Regions from separate parts of the Mus musculus genome. Here regions 2 and 3 are each linked to region 1. The links are chromatin contacts, called in public HiCAR-type and HiChIP or PLAC-seq maps. All regions are on one chromosome and are shown on one strand. Each heading gives the region's core, a stretch centred on a gene start, on an enhancer-like site or on the middle of the called end of the contact. The rest is flanking DNA. Distances are from core to core; before and after follow the strand shown. Region 1 has its middle 75 kb from the start of Atp6v1g3. Region 2 overlaps Crb1 (crumbs family member 1, photoreceptor morphogenesis associated). Region 3 has its middle 35 kb from the start of Dennd1b.

Region 1 (3,978 bases), core at 1,061-3,560:
TATTTATACATGTGTATGCTATGTATTATATATACATGTTCATCCATAATATTTATTACACATATGTGTGTGCCCGTGATACTAAACATAGTATTTCTCACATTTTCTTCATTATTTATACATGTGTATGCTATGTATTATATATACATGTTCATCCATAATATGTATTACACATATGTGTGTGCCCATGTGTGCACATGATACTAAACTTATAATATTTCTCACATTTTCTTCGTTTATACATGTGTATGTTATGTATTATATATACATGTTCATCCATAATATGTATTACACATGTGTGTGCCCGTGTGTGCACGTGATACTAAACTTATAGTATTTCTCACATTTTCTTCATTTATACATGTGTATGTTATGTATTATATATACATGTTCATCCATAATATGTATTACACATATGTGTGTGCCCGTGTGTGCACGTGATACTAAACTTTAAGGTTCCCAGATGCAGGAGTGATGGTGCGCTTAACAAGAGCCTCCTCCAGGAGAACGTAGTCCAGTTCCTACACTTCCTGCTTAGCGGGTGGAGGCAGGGAGCACTGTATGGCTGAGAGTATGCAGACAGATGTGCTCTGCAAACGTAGCTTTCAGGGTGCTCATTTAGCTGAAAGAACTTTTCAAGCTTCGGGGAATAAGGAGAAGCAGGCCATTGCATAGAACCACTTTCAAGTTACCGGAGAGCAGCAGGCAGAAGCAAACTGTGAGTGGTATAGCGGTATACGTCACTTTTCCATCTGAAGGCGCTCCAGGGTTTGAGTAAAGAAAATGACCTGGGCTAGAATTTATTCAGCTGAGTAAGGTGGGATAAAAGTCTGTAACAGATCTGAGGGTGTTCACTAGCTGACACCTCACCTTTAGCAAGTCTGATGAGTCTCTTGTGGTTGTTTCTGGGTTGAACTTACAAAATTTGATCTACCCAAGTGGTGTCTCTACATCTCAAATTTTATTACTCATTGCCCATATTGTCTTGGGTTTCTGTGCTTCATAGTCTATTTGATCTTTTGAGCCTATACATTTGTTTCAATCTCTCTACTGGTGGCTGAATTAAAAAAAAAAACAGAGCAGTAATACTCAATGGAAAATCCATTTTTCAGATTTGCTACAGTGCAGGAGTAGAGGGCACACGTAAGTCTAACAGGCAGCCTTTGTGATGTGTTCAGCAGGAGAGGGTTTAGGAAGTTAAAATCAGTAATTTCATAGGCACTGAGGTTATGCAACAACTGGTTAAAATCATTGCATATGATGAAGAGTTGGCATATTTATGCATTACATATGAATATATTCATTTACATATAATATTCATATAGAAATGAATATTATATATCATGTATATAAATGAATACAACCTACTCAGCCTATATAATATTACTTGTATACATATGTTTTCAGGGTCGGGCATTTGGTATTAGATAATCAATTGGTTTATTTCTTTACCTATTTTTCTTCTCTGAGACTATTTCTTTTACTCTCTCACAGAATTCCTTAGTTGTGTGTTGTGTACGGTTGAGGCCAGTAAGCCCCTGTCCCCTGAGTTAACAATACACCTTGAGGTCATATAATACTATGACTGCCATCCTACTGTGTACTTGGCCTGCTTGCTTAACTTGATTTAAGAGAACAAAAGAACACCCAACTTTATTTGCTTTGGATTTCCAATATAATCACCTTTTACAACCTACACTAGTGCATAGCTGTAATCTTAAATTATGTACTGTTCCATGCCCCTGACCCAGAGAACAGTGTGTGTGTGTGTGTTTGTGTTATGATAATCATTTGTTGAAAACAGCAAATATGTCAAAAGAGACCTTATGCTACAAATACTTGCCATAAATGTTGGAAACAGCATAGAGATATTGTTTGATACACGGTATGTTGGCAGTATTGTCTGTCACATGGCTCAGTTGAACTCTGTGATATTTTTGCTTATAAAACTTTGCTAAAGATTTCTGTAAAGTATCTCTTATACCCCCCCTCCCCCGCTCCAGTGAGAGACATGAGCCAAACACTTAGACATTAGGCAGCATACATAAACACATATCAGACAGACTAGGGACAAACCAGAAAGTAGAAGCTACCTAAGACCAATGTATTTTTCCCTGCACAAAGAGGATTTTCTTCCGGTGAGGTAAAGGTGAATGCAGAGTGTTTGCAAAATGCCCTGAGACCGTCAGAGCAATAGCACAAGGAAGTAAGTACCTATCAGATTGGGTATAATACCGTCTTCCCAGGGCAGTGACTTAGAAAGAGAGGGCTTGGGACTGTTAAAGGGGTGTGCGTGGCAGGATGTGGTCAGCTGGCTTTTGTGCTCTTTGTAGACTCTGTGAGTCAAGTGTGAGTCATGTCATGAGAAGTCTGTGTGGAATCTAACGAACAGCCCCAGGGAATGGCAGGAACCCAAAAGCAAAGCGTGTTCATGGGGGAGCTGAGTTCTACTTCTCATGGAGAAGCTAGTGAGTAAGGGCCAGAAGCCTCGCTGTGACCTGTCCTTCATCTGTACAGTGAGCAGATTAACCTCCATCAGCAGGAGGCCTGATGTGTTTGACTTTATGTAAGTGTTGGGAATCAATGAGGAAAATCTAAACAATAGTATCCAGGAGACTAAGCACAGCTCACCACACTGAGGTCCGAGCTAGCTGACTGAGGGGTGTTGACTGTTTCTGAAAAAAAAAATGGTAGTACCTGTAATTATTAACTGATTTATTTTTTTTCTCCCACTAGAGGAGACATCATCACGAAGTAGGAAGATGTAAAGCAATTAGAAATATTCTCTGGCACCGTGTCAGCAGCCCTCCTGGCTCGTCTTCTCTAATTAAATATGAAATGTTGTAAAGTGGCTCATTCTTGCAAGTTTTCTCTTTTATTTCAATGGTGTCCATACACACTAGAAGAAAGAAAAAAAAACCCATAGGCATAAGGGTTCAAATTGACCAATCTGTAGATGCTCAGAATTGAATTTGGGTGAAAACAGTTCTAAGTTTCCAATAATTCAATATATTTCTTTTAACATTAGCTAGAAATGGCCATGTAGTTCAAGATGCCAAATGCACTCAGTATGGAGGGAGGACACTGATTATTTTAATGGATTTGTTTAAAAATGTATAGTGTTTTCTGCTTATTCAGGAAAAAATCTAACGATTTCATTCACTATCAGGAAGAAAAAAAGCAATGCATATGTTATATATTTATATACCCACAATAGATCACAACCACAGAAGTAGTCAATACCATGGATGACAGCTGGACACAGCTACATAACTGGTGAAACAGAATACCCTGCAGAGTGAAGTTGCTCAGACTGGAGACTGATGCTCCTGTGTGAGAATGGCCCTTCCTCCTCCAGTAGAATTCTATTAGCTATAAAATAATTTCTGAAAAAAAATTATGTTTGAAATTTATGGAACTTAAGTTTTTAAAATTTTCCCACTTGCTTTTACATCAAAAGCAAATCATAAGCTAAATTTATTGAGGTTAGATTTTTGAATTTTGAGAGGAGAATACTGCTATGGAGTAAAATTTAGTTTTGTGTAAATCTCAAAAGTTGAGGGGTTATTTTAAAGAGCATGGCTATAAGGAGTGTTCCATGAGCAGTTTGATGGGGAATGCCCATTGCTACATATTGCAGGAGAAAGACTTTTGGAGTTAACATCTGTTTCTTCATTCAACTTTTACCTTAAAAAAAACCAACCCACTAGTTTTCAGAAGGGGAACCAGGACGCATGTGCCTGTGAATTAATGCAACTTATTCTCATCATTCGCTATTGCTGTGAATCTTCCCAAAGTAAGCGAGCATCCACAAGCGCTGAGGAAGAAGTCATAGAGTATCGAGTGTCTTTGTTTTCTTCCACCTAGCTGGAGGAAGGCTGGCAAGCTCTCAGGATCAGGCACTCCCTCAAGATTGCAAGAGCTTCCTGGCTTGATACTGGCCAGAAATAACACCACAGAATGTTTTTTTACAATTCT
Region 2 (3,978 bases), core at 580-3,079, 1.0 Mb before region 1:
TGCAAGTGGTTTCTATAACAACATGATAGGGTGCTTTTGAAATGGACCAGAGGCAAATGGATTCTTCGTGGGTTTTTTTTAACCCTTTTATACCTAGGATTGGCATTTTCTTGGAACGCACGGTTTATTTAACAGAACCTTGAAATTATTGCTTTAATGTTTTGAGGATTAAACAATCAATTATTTTATACAGTCCTGGCTTGAGCTGATGTTATTTTGGTGTCCTTTACTTCTGGATAGCATCTGTATTCTTGTTGTTGTTGTTGTTGTTGTTTTGTTTTTTTCAAGACAGGGTTTCTCTCTATATAGCCCTGGCTGTCCTGGAACTCAGTCTGTAGACCAGGCTGGCCTCGGACTCCGAAATCAGCCTGCCTCTGCCTCCCAAGTGCTGGGATTAAAGGCGTGCGCCACCACCGCCCGGCACATCTGTATTTCTACAAATAAAACTGAGATAAAACGTAGAAAATATCTTTAAAACATACAGAATATTTGTGAAAGATACAAATTTTCACTACATATTCATTTACTTATTTGTGATTTATGTGAGTGTGGCATGCCTCTGGAGATCAGAAGTCAGTTTGTGACAGTTTTGTCTGTCCATTGTGTGAGTATTCCAGATTGACCTAAGGTGGTTAGGCTGAGATGCTAGCACCTTACCCACTGAGCCATCCCATTAGACCCATTTTATAGTATTCACTAACACAGGGAGAACTTCTAATAGCCTTTATAGAAAAACCTTCTAACTTTCACATAGATTGTCCAAAGGTGGTTGATATGGTGGAAAAACAGACCAATGGCTGTGCTAGTGTACTCTGCCATAGGTGGAGAGACTTCTGCTCTCTGCAGATTAACTGTGCAAATTTTGTTATACCATCCAAAATGCTCTAAGTCATGGATGATCCATCTCTCTTTGACTAATAACTCAGGAAAATGTTATAAAAGGAAGCTTAGTACCTTGCCCAAAGCTATCTTAGTGTGGGAAAATAAGACAGAACAGAACAAAGGAACTGTCTCACTCATAAATAAGCACCATTCCAGAGCTTCTAAGTGAGTGTTCAAAAGATAGATAACTGGTCCAAGGCACAGGACTGCTGCTTCGTGGTGGGTTGGATACAATTTTTAAGAGAAATAATGACATAAGGCTTAAATGTAATCATTCTATCAGTTAAAGAAGATGAGAATTAGGCTTGCTTCTTTCAGTTCCATGGGTCAGTTAGGAGGTATACACAGTGACGAGTAATGTGCGGGCTTCATTTTCAAAACATCACTTTAAATACTAGCATTAGACAAAACTTCCATAAATATATTCAATTTACAGATATGGAATTTGCTGGACTTTATCCTTCTTTTCCCATCAACTCAAAAAACATATTAAATACAAAGGCATGCCCTCGAAACAGAGGTGGTCACGGCCACGGTGTTGGTGTTTAAGATCAGGCGCTTTTGTGGTATGTAACTCCTTATGCACACCCCCAAATGGAGCCTTTATGCTTTCTATTCAGTTAAGCTGCCAATCCCATGTATGAGACAGTCTCTTGCAGCTCTCAGAAGGATGCCAGTACCCCTACATTTCCCTGGGAGTTTTCAAACATCAGCATTTTCTTTTCCCTGGTGTTTCATGCTAAGCAACACAGCCTCAGAATTCATTACTTATGCACTTGCCTTCCCCTTCTGGGTAGAGTCTGCCAAACAGGTCCCTGCGAGCTCAAGCCCTGTTTTGCATGTATCCTGTGACGTTGTGCAGAAGAGCCAAGGCATGTCTATGTGCACCAAGGCCCTGCTTAGAAGCGGATGTGCCAGAGCACGCCAGGCAGGGAGCCCCTCAAACACCTCCAAATTGTATCCAGACCAGAGGCACTGCGGCTTCGCAGCTGTTGTGCTCAGTGCCAGGGAGCTCTTAGCTGAATAAAGAAAAAGAAATCTATTCAGGGTGGCTTCCAAGTTAGCTGGTAGCCACAGTAACCTGGGTTTTCCCCCAGATGCCAACCACAACTTCGAGAGATCTGAGTGAAGCAAATCAGCCTCTCTCTGTTCAAGTGTAGTGAGCCATAGAGTGAGCAAAACCAATTTCCCCAGGGAAACCAATTAGCCAGAAGAGCAAAACAATCAGTATGTATTCTCCAAACTATTCAAGACACATGGGAGCGTGCAAAATGCATAATCGGGGACTGGGGAAACAACACAGTGGTCAAAGCACTCGTGACCCAAACAGTTAACGTGAGGACGGCAGTTCAGATCCCCAGAAACCTAGTGGAAATCTGGTGGGTACATTTAGGCCTCTGTAAACACATGCATTCATGTATGCACACACCATTACACATCTGTGCTCACATACATGTGATCAATGCATGTACACACTCATGTAACACACACACGACAATAAAATAAAGTGCTCAATCCTAACTGAACACATAGGTCATATATACAGACACACTGAAAAATCCTAATACTTGACCTTATAGAGCTAATATTTTAGTAGATGACTGTTACAACGTATCTTAGCAACAGTAAGTCCTGGGACTGCTCTGGCTGGAGATTCACAAGACTGCAGCAATATGGGAGATGTGACCAAAGCGTGCCTTGCCCAGGGCTTCTGAGGATGTACACTATTTGAAGATACCTTACAAATGTCTCTCATGGGGCACACTGAGATGCCTTAATTGTAGTTACAACAATAATGAAGTAGCACATTTCAATTACAGAGAAAAACATCTTATGCACAGTCACTACAGTGCATGACTCTTCTAGGGCTTAGTTGCTTCTCCAAACACATGAAAACATCAAGAGCTGCCCTGTCTGCAGCATCAGCCATTAGTCACATGTGGCTTTGATAGCTGGAGTGTGCTGAAAGTATAAAGCACACTTGCAAAGAAAATACAAATGGTACCGTTTGATCTAAGTAATTTTGTAGTAATTATATATTGAAATGAAAATATTTTAGGGATACTTGGCTACACTAAATATATTAAAATTAATTTTGACAATTGGTGTTTTACATTACTCATTTATTTACCTTGTGTGTGTGTGTGCGCGCGTGCAGCATGTGTGTGTGTGTGTGTGTGTATGTGGTGTGTGTGTGTGTGTGTGTGTGTGTGTGGTGTGTGTGTGTGTAGTGTGTGTGTGTGTGGTGTGTCTGTGTGTATGTGTGTGTGGTGTGTGTGTGTGTGGTGTGTGTGTGTGTGTGTGGTGTGTGTGTGTGTGTGGTGTGTGTGTGTGTGTGGTGTGTGTGTGTGTGTGTGTGTGTGTGTGGTGTGTGTGTGTGTGTGTGTGTGTGTGGTGTGTGTCTGTGTGTATGTCTGTGTGTGGTGTGTGTGTGTGTGTGTGTGTGTATGTGTGTGTGTGTGGTGTGTGGTGTGTGTGTGTGTGTGTGGTGTGTGTGGTGTGTGTGGTGTGTGTGGTGTGTGTGGTGTGTGTGGTGTGTGTGTGTGTTTGTGTGTGTGTGGTGTGTGTGGTGTGTGGTGTGTGTGTGTGTGTGTGTGTGTGTGTGTGTGTGTGTGTGTACGTGCCAAGGCTTGCAAAAATAGTTTTTTGGGAGTTGGTTCTCTCATCGCACCATGTATGTGTCAGAGAAAGACCTCCTTAGCTTAGCAGGTGCCTTCCTCGTCTGCTGAAGCATTCCCACAGCCCTGTGGTTTGCTTTTAATGTAGTGGGTAGAATGCTCACTGCATACGTGGCTGACATGTGATAGACGGAGGTAGAACAAGCGTGTGCTGCTGCAGTGTACTCTCCACCAACAGCAGCAGCTGGATGTTTTTCGGCCCAACCGTGCTAAAGCTCCGGCTTTACCAACACTTTCTGTGCTTCAGAGGACCACGGACGTTTGGAAGAACGGGTGGGAATAACCTTTTCAGTGTTTCTTTTCATGATTCTTCTTCCTCTCTGAGGTTTTTTTTTTTTTTTTTCAGATAAATGTCTTGAAGTCTCTTGGCATTCGGTCCTACTACATATTAGATGCACAAAACCAGTGAAGTACTTTG
Region 3 (3,978 bases), core at 1,088-3,587, 580 kb before region 1:
GCTCCTCTGTTCATTCTTGTTCTAGCTCTTGGGGCTATTTTGGGAGGTGACAGAAATTCTAGGAGGTGGACCTTACTTCAGGAACTGATCCACTGAGAGTTTTCCTGGTCTCTTCCGGGCTCTCTAGTCCTAACTGCCATGCTATAACACAGTAGCCTCCCACCTCCTCCACACACTCCCTTTGCCATTATGACCAGCCTGCCTCTGGCCCAAAATAATGGAGCCAGCTGCTCTCAGAGTAAACTAACTGAAGCCATCAGGCAAAATAACTGCTTCCTCCTCTTTCTTAAGGTTGCTTAGGCCAGGTCGTCTATCATGACAAAAAAAAAAAAAAAAAGGTTACCGGAAGATAAGCTGTTTGCTCCTGGAGGTATAATTCATCCCAGTGCCCACCACAGAAATGTCAAAGCATTAAAATTAAGAAATCTACGACTAAGCATTAGAATCTGGGAACTACATGAGAGAAAACAGCTGAAAGGGAGATACTTAGTAGGATGGGGAAAGGGGAGGAAGGAAGGGGGCAGGTATTGCTGTTTTCATTACAAGACAAGAAGTTCTGAGGAACACTGAAACTAAGTGCCTGAAAGCTAAAGTGTGGGCAGTTCTTAGTTTTAAGCACAGGTAAGGAAGTGGCCCTAAGGCGTGTGTCGCTATAATGACCGTAGTCCTGACTCCTATGAAGACCAGAGGTCACAATGTGGAAAAGGACGGAGGTAAAGCTTCCTGAGAGGAGGAAAATGAGGGCTTAAAAAAAAAAAAAAACACTCTGCACAAGAATGTGGAAGAGCAGCTCCAAGGCCAAGCAGCTGGATGGCTTTGCAAAGGGAAGTAAGAGGAGCTTTTAAAAGGTGACTCTCTAGGGTGGGGATTCAGCCCGGCTGTTGGACTCTCTAAAATACCAGGACCCTGGACTGATGCCCAGCACTCATCACTGGTCGATGGTTCATTGTGGTGTGGCTGGGACAATATGACAGGAAGGTGATATGCTGATCTGTGTCTGCATCTTAGTTTAACAGACTGTCCCATCCAGGTACAATGTAAGCTCCACTTCCACTCCAGAATGAGCTTGCAACTTTTCTCCTTAGAATATCGAGCAATATGAATTCCCAAAAATGTGCGTCACTGTTTCCAGAGCAGAGGGGTCACTGTCTTTTTCTTTAGCGTAAAAGGCTAGGAGGATGGTGTTTCACGTGCTAGCCTCTGATCTGGCTTTGTGTTGAGAGCTATGGAAGCAAAGCCTGCCTTGGAAGTTGTTCTACAACTGGGGCTGGAGAGATGACTTAGCCGTTAAGGGTCAAAGGTTAGGAGAACTGGAGATTGGTCCCCAGTACCCACATGGTAGCTTACAACCTTCTGTAATTCCAGTTCCAGGGAAATCCAATGCCCTCTTCGAGCCTTCCCGAGCACCAGGCATGCACATGATACACATACATACATACATACATACATACATACACACACACACACACACACACACACACACACACACACACATAAAGCAAGCACTCTTATCCACTTAGCCGTCTCCACAGCCCCCAAGGACTAATTTTAAATGTGATTACTATTCCTTTTATTTTCCCTAGCCCATCAAAGCCTTGCATGCCTATCCTGTAATTAAGAGAAACTTCTAGCCTAGGGAGTCCTGTGATCTCTATCATCATTATGGGATGGACCAGGACCCTCAGGGATCTCTGGAACTTTCCTATAGAACGGGACAGAGAAAGTAACCAGAAGCCATCTAGGTTTACACAGCTCTTGTGCTGACTCATCGTGGTGGGGTTGGAATAATTCAGTAAGAAGGCTATGATGTGCTGAACTGCATCTGCATTCGCATCTGCATCCGCATCCGCATCTGCATCTGTATCTGCATCTGCGTCTGTGTTTGCATTTGCATCTGCATCTGTATCTGCAGCAGATTGTCCCTTCCATGTGAAACAGGAGCTCCACCTCCCCTCCAGAATGTGCTTGGAACCATTCTCCTGAGAAAACCTGGCAATATTAGTCTCCAAAATGTGTCAGTGTTTCAAACAGGAAGTAGATAGCTCTCCCAAACTGGGATAAAGTCCAAGAAAGGCGTATTTACCAAGTGACTCATTGCGACGGAATGGCAGTGTTGGGAAGCCACAGAGAACAGTGTAGTAGGCAGTAATGGTAGAATAGTCCAGTCTCTAGAGCAAACGGGATAAAGTTAAAGATTATCAAAGACCAGAAGGGAAAATTCTGCATAGAGCATTGAAAGGGGCGCACACAGGGAAGGACACAGGTTGCCAATAGTGTGCTTGCACTTCTGTGAAGGCTTCCCACTGATTAGCCTGCTGGAACCCAGAGGGCAAAGGTGCTTCTGAGTTGGTGCTTTAAAGTTCAGCCTCCAGGGTGAGAAACAGGGTGAAAGGTGAGGAGCTTTAAGCCCAGGAAAAGGGACAAAACACAGCACACCTCACAACATCCAGAATGCTGAGAACTGGGATGTGTGATTAAGTAGCTACTGTTGTGCTTCCTAACTCAAATCTATTTCTCCGACTGAAGTGTATGGACTCTTACCGCGTAGGAAGCACGTACAGTCGTCAAGAGCTTACCAGACTTTTCTTTTCTTTCTTTTTTTTTTTAACTTCTATCCTGTACCCATTTCTGTATGGTTCAGTTTGACCTTGAACCTCCCACTTAGCAAAGATAAGAACATATTACCTACCCCAAAATCTTAATCAATAAAACCCAATAAAATTTTGCATCTCTGTCTTCTCTCTCTCTCTCTCTCTCTCTCTGTCTCTCTGTCTCTCTCTCCTCTCTCTCTCTGTCATGTATTTTTGTTAGGAAGAAGCCTGTTAGGAACTTTATATTGAAGACAATATTGTAGTATTATTCAAATAAACAAAAGTGCTAGCAGGAGGGTGGCAAGTTTGGCCTTATGAACATGCACTATTCTCTTCTTCAAAATCAGTATTTATTCCTCTTCCTCCCACTCTTCCTTCCTTTGTGTGAGTGTGTGCATATGTGAGAGAGAGAGAGAGAGAGAGAGAGAGAGAGAGAGAGAGAGAGAGGGTGATGGACACTAAACCTCGGGCTTCATACGTGTTAGGCAAGTGTTGTACCATTGAGTTATCTCACCATTTTTTAAAAACAGTTTTTAACATGATTTCTTATTTTCTGTGTATGTGTAGGGTCAGTGTATGTGTGCACCATGAACGTGCAGGTGCCTGTGGAGGCACGAAGAGGACATTGCATCCCCTGGAACTGTAGTTGCAGGTGGTTGTACACTGCAAGGCTTGGGCTCCAGGAACTGAACTGAGCAGGGTCCTCTGCAAGAGAAGTGCCTCTTAAGCTCTGAGCCATCTTTTCCAGCCTTGGGTACACTTTGGATAACAGTCATGTACTGGGTAGTGACTGTATTAGGAGAAATGTGTCCTTAGTGATTTTTCTCATCATGTGAGAAGAGCCCATTTGTATAAATCAAGAAGCTATGATGTCACTGGGTAATTTGATCTTTTGTTTGTTAGTTTGTTTGTTTTTGAGACAGGATTTCTCTTTATAGCCCTGGCTGTTCTGGAACTCACTCTGTAGACAAGGCTGGCCTCGAACTCAGAAATCTGCCTGCCTCTGCCACCCAAGTGCTGGGATTAAAGGCGTGCGCCACCGCTGATGATTTGACCTGTGAGTCCATTGTGGTATAGGCTGGCTGTCATTGACTAAAACATTATGAGATCCATGACTTCCTGTCATTATAGTATTAAATAATGAAGAAGAGCATTTTCATGTATTACTTTAATACCTGACAAAACCAGCGAATTATAGGAAATTTACATTTTCCTTTATTCTTGAATGTCTCACATGCACAACCGCCACTTTATTTCTGTGTGTTTTTATGAAGTGGATGAAAATGGATATTATAGATTTACTTGACCAATAGATTTAGATTTTCCTGGCATACTTTATGCTACTGCTGCAATATTTTGCTTTACCATCTCAACTACATGATAGGAG

The links. HiCAR-type assays count read pairs that join an accessible place to other places. HiChIP or PLAC-seq counts read pairs in DNA pulled down with a chosen protein or histone mark.
Region 2: a contact with region 1 is called in a HiCAR-type map of astrocytes, with 2.6 times the contacts expected there. The contact joins two enhancer-like sites. A contact is called at or near these places in 5 of 484 Hi-C or Micro-C datasets (cortical neurons, olfactory sensory neurons, pro-B cells and 1 more) and 1 of 115 datasets of contacts at active chromatin or transcription factors (astrocytes).
Region 3: a FOXA1 HiChIP or PLAC-seq map of pancreatic cancer cells shows a contact between it and region 1. The contact joins two enhancer-like sites. A contact is called at or near these places in 1 of 115 datasets of contacts at active chromatin or transcription factors (pancreatic cancer cells) and 1 of 9 other capture datasets (embryonic stem cells).

The regions. Positions count from the first base shown.
Region 1 is chr1:138,347,018-138,350,995 of GRCm38.p6, reverse strand. No RefSeq gene overlaps it. Among named protein-coding and RNA genes, the nearest start is that of Atp6v1g3, 75 kb to the right of the region's middle. Within about 2 kb of position 2,310, at least 160 of the 459 cell types and tissues checked have an H3K27ac peak or open chromatin away from gene starts, as enhancers often do. A contact at or near this core is called in astrocytes and pancreatic cancer cells, where this site is marked.
Region 2 is chr1:139,344,787-139,348,764 of GRCm38.p6, reverse strand. The region is part of intron 1 of Crb1 (crumbs family member 1, photoreceptor morphogenesis associated); the gene reads left to right. Among named protein-coding and RNA genes, the nearest start is that of Crb1, 30 kb to the left of the region's middle. Within about 2 kb of position 1,829, at least 66 of the 459 cell types and tissues checked have an H3K27ac peak or open chromatin away from gene starts, as enhancers often do. A contact at or near this core is called in astrocytes, where this site is marked.
Region 3 is chr1:138,927,075-138,931,052 of GRCm38.p6, reverse strand. No RefSeq gene overlaps it. Among named protein-coding and RNA genes, the nearest start is that of Dennd1b, 35 kb to the left of the region's middle. Within about 2 kb of position 2,337, at least 151 of the 459 cell types and tissues checked have an H3K27ac peak or open chromatin away from gene starts, as enhancers often do. A contact at or near this core is called in pancreatic cancer cells, where this site is marked.